Linked DNA regions of Pan troglodytes: region 1 is linked to region 2. Evidence: chromatin contacts called from public HiChIP or PLAC-seq data. All regions are on one chromosome and are shown on one strand. The core of a region is the stretch at or near the end of the contact, and the rest is flanking DNA. Distances in the headings are between cores, read along the strand shown.

The links. HiChIP or PLAC-seq counts read pairs in DNA pulled down with a chosen protein or histone mark.
Region 1: an H3K4me3 HiChIP or PLAC-seq map of stem cell-derived excitatory neurons shows a contact between it and region 2, with 5 times the contacts expected there. The contact joins the promoter of CCT2 here to the promoter of YEATS4 in region 2. A contact is called at or near these places in 2 of 7 Hi-C or Micro-C datasets (both in induced pluripotent stem cells), 1 of 1 datasets of contacts at active chromatin or transcription factors (stem cell-derived excitatory neurons) and 1 of 1 other capture datasets (stem cell-derived neural stem cells).

What each region holds. Positions count from the first base shown.
Region 1 is chr10:76,334,911-76,341,500 of NHGRI_mPanTro3-v2.0_pri, reverse strand. It overlaps CCT2 (chaperonin containing TCP1 subunit 2), which reads right to left and starts at 3,463. Exons shown (of 16, transcript NM_001246626.1): 1 at 3,311-3,463; 2 at 2,493-2,567; 3 at 2,019-2,084; 4 at 1,221-1,332; 5 at 831-907; 6 at 576-688. The coding sequence starts at 3,313.
Region 2 is chr10:76,103,111-76,109,400 of NHGRI_mPanTro3-v2.0_pri, reverse strand. It overlaps YEATS4 (YEATS domain containing 4), which reads right to left and starts at 4,485. Exons shown (of 8, transcript XM_001155404.8): 1 at 3,854-4,485; 2 at 3,072-3,426; 3 at 30-149. The coding sequence starts at 3,122.

The sequences.
Region 1 (6,590 bases), core at 2,214-4,713, 230 kb before region 2:
TTGGCACCAGGGACTGGTTTCATGGGAAGATAGTTTTTCCACCTGCTGCTCACCTGCTGTGCAGCCCAGGTTTGGGGGTGCCTTAAAACACACACACTTACCTTTGGACCCAACAATTACACTTCTAGAAACCTTTGGGCTATGTCACAACATCACAAAGTTATTATAAAGATAAAAATCATCAAATACACAAATCTCCCCGTACAGACAGGTTAATACAGTCATTCTAGCCAAATATTCAAATGTGTAACTCTATTAAAATACTGCACAGAAAATTGACATCCAAAAATGTGCTTAATATTTAACTAGGTTAAAAAGAGGCTAACAAATTCTCTATACAGTATTATACTATTTGCTTTATTTGTATATTTTGATGATATATACAAAAAGACTAAAAACCCAAACTTAACTTTAGTGGCTATCTCTGGAGGCTGATGTAGGTTTGGCTGTTGGAGTGGGGTGAGGCAGCAAGATGATCTTTGTGTATGCTTTTCAGTGTCCTATAGATTTCTTGCATTAAGCATGTTATGAAAGAACACTAAATGTTTAGAACAGTAGTACTTTGCTATACAAACCCATGATCAACTGCAGAACTCAACAGCGCCTCTCTTGCAGCCTTCGTGGCTTCTCTCCAACCCGCTATGATGGTCTGTGGATGAATCTTTTTTGCAATTAAAGATTCTGCTTCCTATTAATAAAGTTATAAAACAAAAGTTATAAATAGAAAATTATTAAGCACTCCTCAATAGTAAAGATAGAGAAAGTAAGGACTTGATTACCTCTGATACTTAAAACCCAGTAGGAAAAAAGAGTTGCTTAGTTGCTCTTACCCTTAATAATTCTGCTGCTAAAACGGTAACAGAGGTAGTGCCATCACCAACTTCATCATCTTGAACCCTTGACATATCTAGAAAAAGAAATTAGTTATTAACTCAAAATTGCTTCTTTGCTTACTAAATTCTCCAAAAATATTCACTACCAATCTAAACTTACCAGGGTTCCTCATCCAACAAATTATTTGGAACTCTGAGGTCTGAAATGCAACAGTTTTACCACCAACATACGGGCACTCCTGAAGCTTGTATTTTAACAACGATAATTAAAAACTAGTGGACATCAATTGACAGTATGATTGGTCAACACAGCCTATTTATAAAGTTATTTCAAAAATGTTAACAAACAGTATTATTAGGTTGGTGAAAAAGTATATTCAGACTTACCAACTAAAACTTTAGCTGCTGGATTGTCAACACCAATGTTTTTTAGAATAGTGGCACCATCATTAGTTACCATAAGAGAGGCATCTCGTCCACTGCTTAGAAGAATTTTGTCCTAAAGGGAACATAATTGGTTCAAGTTAAGACATAAGCACATCTTGAAGAATGCATGGATCAATCAGGATTCTCACACAGTGCTAGTGTATAAACACTCTGGATGGCTATTTTGTGGTATCCATTCATCAAATGTTTTCAATACATACACCACGTAACCAAACCATGTATCTACCCCTAGAAACACTAGAAGCACAGGTAGACACTAGTTTTTGTTTCAACACCGTAACTGCAAAAACAATGGAAAGAAACTATCGATACAGCCATAATTAAATTATAAAATAATTAAGGTACAGGATAATATTTGACAGTTAAAGGGGCAGTGTTATCTACTTACACTGAAAGGAATTTAAAAGAGCAAGCTACAAAAAAGTATTGATAAATAGTATCTGTTTTATAAAACAGTATGTTACATGAGTATAAAATACATAATGAAGTACACATACTTCTACATAAACAGAATATTAGAAGATGTACGTGCAAATGATAACAGTACTTGTCATTGGGGAGGGGCATGGGATTGGGGATGGTGATTCTGGGGACTCTGATTTTTACTAAGGAGAACATACTTGTCTTTTATAATTAAACGTTTTAAAGATTAAAAAGCATTTTAATACGCCTGTTATTATATTTCCACCAAGTGCTCTAAAACAATATTAAAATATAAAACTTTTCTATTTTTCTTACCATGCCTTTGGGTCCCAAGGTGCTCTTTACCAAGTCTCCAATGGCGATGGCACCAATAAAAGAAGTCTGGAGTAAAAACCAAGGAGATTATCAGAATCAACTTTACAGTCTTCAAGTACAGTTTTATCTTTATTTACTTTTTTGTTTTTTTGAGGCAGAGTGTCGCTCTGTCGCCCAGGCTGGAGTGCAATGGCGCGATCTCAGCTCACTGCAACCTCCGCCTCCTGGGTTCAAGCGATCCTCCTGCCTCAGCCTCCCGAGTAGCTGGGATTACAGGTGCCCGTCACCACGCCCGGCTAATTTTTGTATTTCTAGTAGAAACGGGGTTTCACCATGTTGGCCAGGCTGGTCTCGAACTCCTGACCTCAGTTCATCCGCCTACCTCGGCCTCCCAAAGTATTGGGATTACAGGAGTAAGCCACCGCGCCTGGCCTCCAGTTTTATCTTTAAAACAATGGTTAGAACAAGGCTTACCAGACGAGCTGTCTCTGCTCTCTCTTCATCAGCTCCTGCCTTAAAGATGTTAACAGGTGCAAGGGAAAGGGACGCCTGAAAAGGAAAACCAAGAGGTATTCCGTTTAAGTACCAATACTCTAACACATACACTGAGGTGCCTTCCACTAGTCTTACAAGTGGACATCTAAGAGAAAACTCATTTACAACAATGTTTTCAATCAAATGAAGCTTCCATCATCGGAGAAGGCATTTAAGTGGGAGAGAGGGACTTGTAGGAGAGCGACATGGCTTTTCGGATTTACAAGGCCCCCAGGAGTATAAATTATACACCAGCGAGATTGACAGTTACGTACAGCGAGACTAAAGACGATCTTGAACTAAGAATGAGGCAGGGAGGGGTTGCAGGCCATCAAGGTGACACCTGCCGGGCGGGCGAGGGAACGCGGCCTCCATCTTCCACCCTCGGAAGGCTGCGGCCCCTCCACCCTCTGATGGCTCAGACCCCGTCGCTCCAGGCTCCGCCCCTAGAAGGAGGGCGGAGCGGGTCCCACACTAGAAATTTCTTCGCTCGGGGTGAGGCGCGGACCTGGGCTGCCAGGACTATGCAAAGACCTAGGCACAAGGAGACGCTGGCTTTGCGGTCCACCCCTCCCCTTCGTGGTGAGCTCCACCGGCTGGCCTGGCGCAGGCCGCACGCCCCGCATGGCTCGCACCATGTGCGGCGGGCCGGGGAGACAGAAACGGAGCCTACGACCCTAGCAGGACAGAGGAAGCAGTGGGGTGGCAAGAGCACGGCGGAGCAGGGGTAGGGCAAGAGGCAGGGGAGTCAGGCTCACCATGGTTCCGAGGAGTTCCGCACACAAGTGAATCCCCTCACAGCTCGTGCTCGGGACCAGCGGACTGAAGGAAGCCGGAAGTGACGCCACACGCCCTACTTCGGGGGGCGGCCCCGGCCTGTCGTTACCGCCGGCAGGCGTCCCATTTTGATTGGAGCCCCACGGGCCGGAAACGCAGCCTTTCACACTGGAGGGGGCGTGGCCGCCGCTCCAGAACAAAGAGGCGGCTGCCGCGCGGGTTGCCATAGAAATGGAGTTTTTGCTCACACTTTTTATTTTCTTAAATTTAATCTTTAAACACTTCTATTAAAGTCACACATGTACACAGTTTAAAGTGTTATATACCAATAATGAAAAACATAATTTATCTGCCTCACCACTTCCTGTCTCCAGGAAAACTGCTTTCAACTTTTTCAGTTTTTTGGAGGGGCTATTTACTATCATATTCCCAGATAATATTATTGCTATGTTAATTTTAAACATTATTTACTGAGTATTACAGAAGAAGACTTCCTTTTCTCTTACTGAATTTTCAGACGTTATTTCTAACTGGACGTTGACTGCCCAGGATAAGGTCTTGTGAACTGACAGAGACATTTATAGTATTTTATCTTTGCCCTATTTACTCATTTTCAGGAATTTTTGCATTTCGGTCTTTTTTTTTTTTTTCCTCCAATAGTAGAGACGACTTATTAGTCTTTGTTTATAATAAACTGAAATATTTGGGACTGATCTTGATGTCTGCCAAAACCTTGGCAGACATCAAGATCAGTCCCAAATATTTCAGTTTATTATAGACAGTTTTCTACTTTCTCTAAGTTGACGGATGTCTAAAAATTTGTTCTCTAAAAAATTTTTCTGTCATCTACTGATACCCTCTTTTCTCCCTTTGACTAACTGATCGCTTAAGCTCCTCGGCAGGGCGCGGTGGCTCACGCCTGTAATCCCAGCACTTTGGGAGGCCGAGGTGGGCGGATCACCTGAGGTCAGGAGTTGGAGACCAGCCTGGCCAACATGGTGAAACCCTGTCTCTACTGAAAATACAAAAATTAGCCGGGCGTGGTGTGCATGCCCGTAATCCCAGCTACTCAGGAGGCTGAGGCAGGATAATTGCTTGAACCCGGGAGGCAGAGGTTTCAGTGAGCCGAGATCACGCCGCTGCACTCCAGCCTGGGCAACAGAGCGAGACTCTGTCTCAAAACAAAAACAAAACAAAACAAAACAAAAACAAAACAAGCTCCTGGATTTTTCTTTTTCTGTTTTGTTTTTTTTAGAGATGGGGTCTTCTATGTTGCCCAGGCTGGCCTGGAACTCCTGGGCTCAAGCAATCTTCCTGCCTTGGTCTCCTGAGTAGCTGGGGTCTCCTGGATTTTTGACATTGCTAACATTAACAGGAATTTTCAATTTTTTAGTTGTTTCTACCCTTCAGATTTCCTCTAAGTGGGTTGATTTCCACCAGGGGTTGGCAAGCTGTGAGGAGTCAAACCCAGCCTGCCAGTTGTTTTTTGTATGGCCTGAGAGCTAAGAATAGTTTTTACATTTTTAAGTGGTTGAAAGAAATCAAAAATTTCCTGACACATGAAAATCCTGTGAAATTAATATTTCAGTGTCCATAAAGCTTCATTGGAATCCATGGGCATACCCATACATATTTACTCTGTCACAATACAATAGCAGAGTTATGTGGCAGAGTTGAGTAGTCATGACAGGTTGAATGGGCCCACAAAACCTAAAACATGTATTATCTAATTCTTTACAGAAAAAGTTTGCTGACCCTGGTTTACAGTATTCCTCAGGTCCAACATGAAAAGGGGAGTTCAGGCTGGACAAATTGTTATTTTAAATCTCCCAAGAGTTTTCTCTTCTTTGTAGGAAAATTTGGTCTTCTTTCAGGAAATGTACTTTCCTAGGCAGATCCCAAATCGCATTCTGGAATGAGAAGATTCACAATAAAAAACTAAGATGCCTGCACAATATTGAAAAAGGTTGTTTTTATTGTGGGCAAAATTACATACCTGGAGATATTTATTATGTCCTCTGGTAGGCAAGCCTGAGACTGTGTGTGATGGGGAAACCAATGACTGCTCCCTGCTGGGCTTTGAATGTAGCCAGAGGCATTTGGATGGGGAGAAGGAGGCAGGCCCTGCCACCTTGTGGAACTGAGGCTAGAGGCAGCCAGGAAGAGACCCTATGATGGGACCCTTGGAAATGTGTCCTTTCTCCATTGCATCTTTTGACCCTTCCTTCTTTCCTACTTCCCCCTCCTTTGATGACACCTCTACACCTAGAGGCTAAACACTCAGCTTCTAGACCCAGACTATATGAGTTTGAATTTCAACCATTTTACGTACTAGCTTTGTAGTCTTGGGTGGGTTTCACAGGCTCTTTAAATCAGTTCATTGAAGGCCATTCAGAGCGTGATCAATGTGCTGGTTTACCAAAAACTGTCTCTTTTAGCTGTTTATACTTTTTTGTTGTTGTTGTTGTTGTTGAGACAGAGTTTCACTCTGTCGCTCAGGCTGGAGTGCAGTGGCATGATCTCAACTCACTGCAACCTCCGCCTCCCGGGTTCAAGCAATTCTCCTGCCTCAGCCTCCCAAATAGCTGGGACTACAGGCATGCACCACCACAGCTGGCTAATTTTTGTATTTTTAGTAGAGACAGGGTTTAACCATGTTGGCCAAGCTGGTCTCGAACTTCTGACCTCAAGCAATCTGCCCACCTCAGTCACCCAAAGTGCTGGGATTACAGGCATGAGCCACCACACCTATATATATATTTTTTAATTGAGACAGGGTCTTACTCTGTCACCCAGGCAGGAGTGCAGTGGTGTGATCTCCACTCACTGCAACCTCTGCCTCCTGACTTCAAGCGATCCTCCGACCTGTCTCCTGAGTAGCTGGAAATACAGGCATGCGCCACCACACCAGCTAATTTTTTGTATTTTTGGTGGAGACGGGATTTTGCCATGTTTCTCAGGCTGGTCTTGAACTCCTGAATTCATGTGATCTGCCCACCTTGGCCTCCCAAGGTGCTGGAATTACAGGCAGAAGCCACTGTGCCCATCTATTTATACATTTTATCGTAATTTGTATTAGATAGGTTACAGGGCCTATGGAGATAGTGAGACCTTGGGAATCCATGTTTCTGTGATTAAACACGTTGTGTGACTTTCTCCTGGCTCATCTTCTGTCCTCTACTCTCAAGTCCCTTGGTCTTGGCTTCTCTTAGTTAACCCTTCCTCCTCCCTCAAAGTCTTTGTGACCCTCTCCTCTCTATG
Region 2 (6,290 bases), core at 3,236-5,735:
AAACAGTTACAGAAAAAACGAGTGCCTACCTCATTTCTATATGGTTTCACATATACTGTCCACTGATGAGTGTGCCCATCTTCTTCTCTTTTCTTTCCAAAATACCGAGCAACATTACCGTAAACTATTGGTTTAACGATAGTAACACCCTAAAAGAAAAATAATTTTAAAATAAATGAATATTGTACCATTAGCTAAATATGCAGAATAAGAGCTCTGAAAACTTGCTTTAAAGAATGGCAGTCTAACAATCTATAGTTTGCTTATAATATGGATTTCTCTCAAATCAATTTCAGACACATCCTTTCATATTAACACAAAAAACACCAGAATAATTACAATGTTCCCTCTTTGAAAATGCTTTTATTTAAATTACCATGCAAAGCGCTTTTAGAGTGTTGTTAAAAGAAATGCAAAAGGCCTTTACTTAAACACCTGAAAGCTAGGCATTGAAATAAAAATGGCCAATTCTGACTGGCATCACCTGTGGCAATGTCCTTATCACCTAGCCTGTGGCAGTGTTTCCCAAAGTATAGTATAAATATTAGGAGTAATTTGTGAGAGGTAGAATAAAGGTCAAACATTTTTCATTTTTTTACTTACGTGTTTAATCAGTATTAAAAAATAGTAATAACTGTAACTAGAAATTAAAACCTACAATTTCACCAAGGTGGGTGGATCACCTGAGGTCAGAGGTTCAAGACCAGCCTGGCCAAGATGGTGAAACCCCATCTCTACTAAAAATACAAAAATTAGCTGGGCTTGGTGGTGTGCATCTGTAATCCCAGCTACTTGGGAGGCTGAAGCAGGAGAATTGCTTGAACCTGGGAGGCAGAGGTTGCAGTGAGCCGAGATCATACCATTGCACTCCAGCCTGGGCAACAGAGCGAGACTCTGTCTCCAAAAAAAAAAAAAAAAACAAAAACAACCAAACACCCTACAATTTAAAAAACATTAACGCTTAGAAAGGGGCTTTTAAAAAATAAACTGATTTAAATGTAAATGTTACAATAAATATTACAGTTGAATTCAGACATGGCAAAAATGGCCAAGTGTCACTTGGATGACTGAAGCTTGGTAAATAGTGGCTGATGACATGTTTGCTACATTTGTCCTTAGTTTAACATACATATTTCTTATATCTGATAAGTGCAAAGGCAGTGCGTATTGACAGATTATGTTGGAAAGATAAAAAATTTCAATTGAAGTGAAACTATTGAATGTTGCACATGAATCTGAAACCAATGGCTCAGTTACAGAAATGTATCTGAAGAACAATGAGCAAGATTTACCACATGTGAAAAGTGCTGAGTGAATGTAACCAACAACAATAAAAATGAAGAAAAGCGGCCAGGCACGGTGGCTCACGCCTGTAATCCCAGCACTTTGGGAGGCCGAGGCGGGCAGATCACCTGAGGTCGGGAGTTCGAGACCAGCCTGACCAACACGGAGAAGCCCCCGTCTCTACTAAAAATACAAAATTAGCTGGGCATGGCGGCGCATGCCTGTAATTCCAGCTATTCGGGAGGCTGAGGCAGGAGAATCGCTTGAATCCAGGAGGTGGAGGTTGCGGTGAGCCGAGATTGCGCTAGTGCACTCCAGCCTGGGCAACAAGAGCAAAACTCCGTCTCAAAAAACAAAACAAAACAAAACACACACACACACACACACACACACACACAGATAAGTATTTTTAAAACCTACTAATTATTGCTATTTTTTTTTTAAAGAAACATTGTCTTGCTCTGTCGCCCAGGCTAGAGTGCAGTGGCACGATCTCAGCTCACTGCAACTTCCGCCTCCCAGGTTCAAGCGACTCTCCTGCCTCAGCCTCCCGAGTAGCTGGGATTACAGGCGCCCGCCACTACGCCCGGCTAATTTTTGTATCTTTAGTACAGACGGGGTTTCACCCATCTTGACCAGGCTGGTCTCAAACTCCTGACCTCAGGTGATCCACCCATCTCGGCCTCCCAAAGTGCTGGGATTACAGGCGTGAGCCACCGCGCCCAGCCGTGGTTGATTCTTTTTAAAGAAAAATTTCCTTTCCTTTATAAATAAAAATCAGAAGGGGTACAAATAGTTGTTTTTATCAGGAGCCAGTGGGTCCTGCCTCAAAAATTAACGTGCAGGGCCGGGCAAGGTGGCTCACGCCTGTAATCCCAGCACTTTGGAAGGCCGAGGAGGGTGGATCACCTGAGGTCAGAAGTTCAAGACCAGGCTGGTTAACATGGTGAAACCCCGTCTCTACTAAATATACAAAAATTAGGCGGGCGTGGTGGCGGGCACCTGTAATCCCAGCTACTAGAGGGGCTGAGGCAGGAAAATCGCTTGAACCCGAGAGGCGGAGGTTGCAGTGAGCCGAGATCGTGCCATTGCGCTCCAGCCTGGGCAACAAGACAGACACTTCGTCTCAAAAAACAAAAAAAATGAACGTGCCAGGGGATGTGTGAGGGAAATAAATATTACAATGTCAAACATTACGCTAGGGTCTATGGTAATTTCATCAAAAACAAAAGAAGTTGACATTTACTGAATGTTCCCCATGTGCCAGGCACAGTGTTATGCTCTTGCTTTGAGGCTTTGTGAACACCATGAACTCCAGCAAATTTTCTTAGCTTTCGTATGCCTCGGTGTCTCAGTTACCGCACTTGGAAATACTGCGGGTAAGCGCTCAGCGACTGTTTGCTACAGTTATTGTTATCCTCACACCAGGAGGGTGGCGTCACCGCTTCACCAATAACCTAGATTGGCAGCGAATGTGCACCAAGCTGAGCTTTCCCAGCCCTCGGAGTCGCCCGTTTCCTTGGCAGCCACGTCCGGGTTTCCCCAAGCCACCATTTATCTGTTTGTTTTTTGGCGGGGATGGGAGTTGGCAGTGACGCGAGGAAGTTGGGGCCCAATGAACGCCGGTTTTTCGCTCAATGGCTCTGACTCGCTCTCCAACCTGAAACCACGGTTCAAACCCGAGGAGAAAAGGCGCGAAAGGAAACCCAGTGGGCCCTCCCCGCGCCGCGCAGGGAGGAACCGGGGCGGGAGAGCCACCCCGGAAGAGGGGCGGTCCGGGCACTGACCTTTACTCTCCCGCCGGAGTCAGGCCCAAATTCGGCCATTCTCTTGAACATATTGTCCCACGGAAGAAGCCGCCGCCGCCACGGAAAGAGACTGGGGCTGGCGGGGTCGCCGCTCCCCTCAGAGGCCGCGCTCCTCTCGCGCGGGCCCAGGCGGAGGGTTTCTGGCCGAAGGAGGGCGAGTTACTTGGGCTCACGGCGGTAACCATCAACTCCTCAGGCCGACTGCGCTCCTGAAGGCCATTCAGGCCCGCGCAGGTGGAGAGCGCCGCGAAAAGAGGGGCGACGGCGGCACCGCGCGCAGGCGCAACGGGCTCGCGTATGCGCACGCAGTGTACACTGCGCACGCGCCTGGCGGCTGCAGTCACATCACAGGACCAGTCCAGGAGTTCCAAACCAAAAAAAAATGAAAGGAAGGAAATAATAAATGACTTCAGAAAGTTGTCCAGATGTTAAGGAGATGAGTTTCCACACTGAAAGATCCTACTAAGCACCCAGCACAAATATTAAAGTATCCACGTCAAGGCATATCATTGTGAATTTTCTGAACATCGAGGAAAAAGAGATCCCACACCCTTCCAGGTTATACAGACTATAGAATCAGAGTGGCTTCAGATTGCTCAGTTAGAATCTAGGAAGCCATACGGCACTCTCTTCAAAATTCTGAGGGAAAATTACTTCCGATTTAGTCTTCAATACTCATCCAACTACCAATCTAGTGTGTGAATAGAATAGAGTTTCAGATGTGCTAAATCACTACACACAAAAAATAGTACCTATCTTACCTTTCTCAGTACCTCCAGGAAGATCCTGTAGGTCTGATCCACCAAAATGAGGGAATAAGCCAAGAAGGAGGAAATTATGAAATGCAGGAAATACAATAAATAACAAACACAGAAAATAGTAAGATCCCAAGATGATACTGAAAGAGCTCCGGAAACAATAGCTGTGTATAGGCATAGACAGCAACGCATCCAGATTAGATTCGGTCAGAAATCTTTGGGAGACTGCTTCAGAAGGATGGAATTGACAAAATTCCAGCTGGCGTTGAATCCTCAAGAGGAGATTTGACCGAGAGTTTGGAGTTTAACTCATGACAGGTACACAGAAAACTAAGCGGCTGTAAGAATTATGCAGCTATTAATTCTAGGGAAAACAAAATCTTGTGCAAGAAATGAAAGTAATTGTATTTATTGTTACATAAATACTGAGTATTGGCCGGGCGCGGTGGCTCACACCTGTAATCCCAGCACTTTAGGAGGCTGAGGTGGGCGGATCACGAGGTCAGGAGATCGAGACCATCCTGGCTAACACGGTGAAAACCCGTCTGTACTAAAAATACAAAAAAATTAGCCGAGCGTGGTAGCGGGCGCCTGTAGTCCCAGCTGCTTGGGAGGCTGAGGCAGGAGAATGGCGTGAACCCGGGAGGCGAAGCTTGCCGTGAGCCGAGATCGCACCACTGCACTCCAGCCTGGGTGACAGAGCGAGACTCCGTCTCAAAAAAAAAAAAAAAAAAAAAAAAAACACACACAAAAAAACTGAGTACTGATCCCCCCTCCCCCTCAAAAAAAGAATTACATTTGGAAGGATGGGCTTTGGAGAAGGGTACTATGCTTGATGGGGATGGAGGAGGAGGAAATAGAGCTTCATCTTTAACTTCCATAGTAGGAAGTCAGTATCTTAAAATGGAAAAATCAAGAAGAAGCAATATAGGTGTAATATTGAAAAGCATGGAGATAAATATTTTTAAAAATAAGCTAAAAGAGTAGAAAATACTGCTGATTGTAATTTTTAGTAATTCCACTTAACAACTTTAAAGAAAATATTTTTTAAAAGACTTCACTAAATAGAAGTGCAAGGGATGTGCTCAGGGCTTAGTTATATTAGTGCCACATGAAGAGCTCAATTGTCATATGGATGTCACTGCATTTCAACCAAGATAGGAACTGAGTTTCTTTGAAAATGATCAAACATTGATATTGATTTTTATTCTGTTGCCAGAATAAGAGTAGAAATTTGGTTTGGGGGCGTAATTATATTTAAAACAATTGATATGACTAAGAAATATTTATCAAAAACTAAAGCAAAATCTCCAACAAACATTGCTTTCCCTCTTCAGTCTACTTTGTCTAATCTCTGGCAGTTTCCTCAATCAGCCTGTGTTGTTGGGTTATCCTGGCACTTCTTGGACATGTCCTATCTCTGTTTCTCAGCTGTCACTCTTCAACTCTCTCTCTCCTACCTTGACTCATCCTTTGTACACCTCAGGGTATCTCGATATGCATAAACTCATTCGTTTTTAGTTTAATCACGTCAGAATGGTCCAAGAATTTTGAAGCCTAAGGTTGCACCTATATAGTGGCCCTCTGCTGCCCTCCCATGGCTAGTCTATGTGCTGCATTTACATAGCCAAGACGTGGCTTGGAACCCCGCAAGCGGTTGTACTGGAATCATGTGGCCTTGAAGAGTTAATTTAAAAAAAAAAATAATAATAATAATAATAAAGGCTGGGCGCCGTGGCTCGCGCCTGTAATCCCAGCACTTTGGGAGGCCAAGGTGGGCGGATCACGAGGTCAGGAGATCGATGTCCTGACGTGGTGAAACCCCCTCTCTACTAAAAATACAAAAATGAGCCAGGCGTGGTGGCGAGTACCTGTAGTCCCAACTACTCGGGAGTCTGAGGCAGGAGAATCGCTTGAACCCAGGAGGCGGACGTTGCAGTGAGCCGAGATCGCGCCACTGCACTCCAGCCTGGGTGACAGAGCGAGACTCCGTCTCAAAAACAAAAAGCTTAGAATGTTCAGCTTGGAGGGAACATACTAAATAATCAGCAAGAGATTTATTCGATCAACTGATATTGATTGAGCATGTACCATGTTCCAGTCACTCTTCTAGGTGTTTAGAATACAGAAGTGGAATGAGTGAAAAATTTCTATTCTTCCTATCAGGACAGTGGTTCAGCATATTATAAAATCAGAGATGTATCATGGTAAGGAGGGTGTCCAGGTGTTGGGGAAGGAAGCAACCCACTGAGGGATGTCAGAGCCTGAGTGGAGAGCACTTGAGCAGAGTTGGGGAATTGGTTACATACAGGCAAACCCATCAAATACGTAAATGTACTAAGGATACATTTTAAGGATAATGAGTATAATGGATGCTAAGTTTCTTACTGTCAGAGAAGAGAGTTAAAACATGTGAAAGAAGAAAACTAGAGTGAATCCT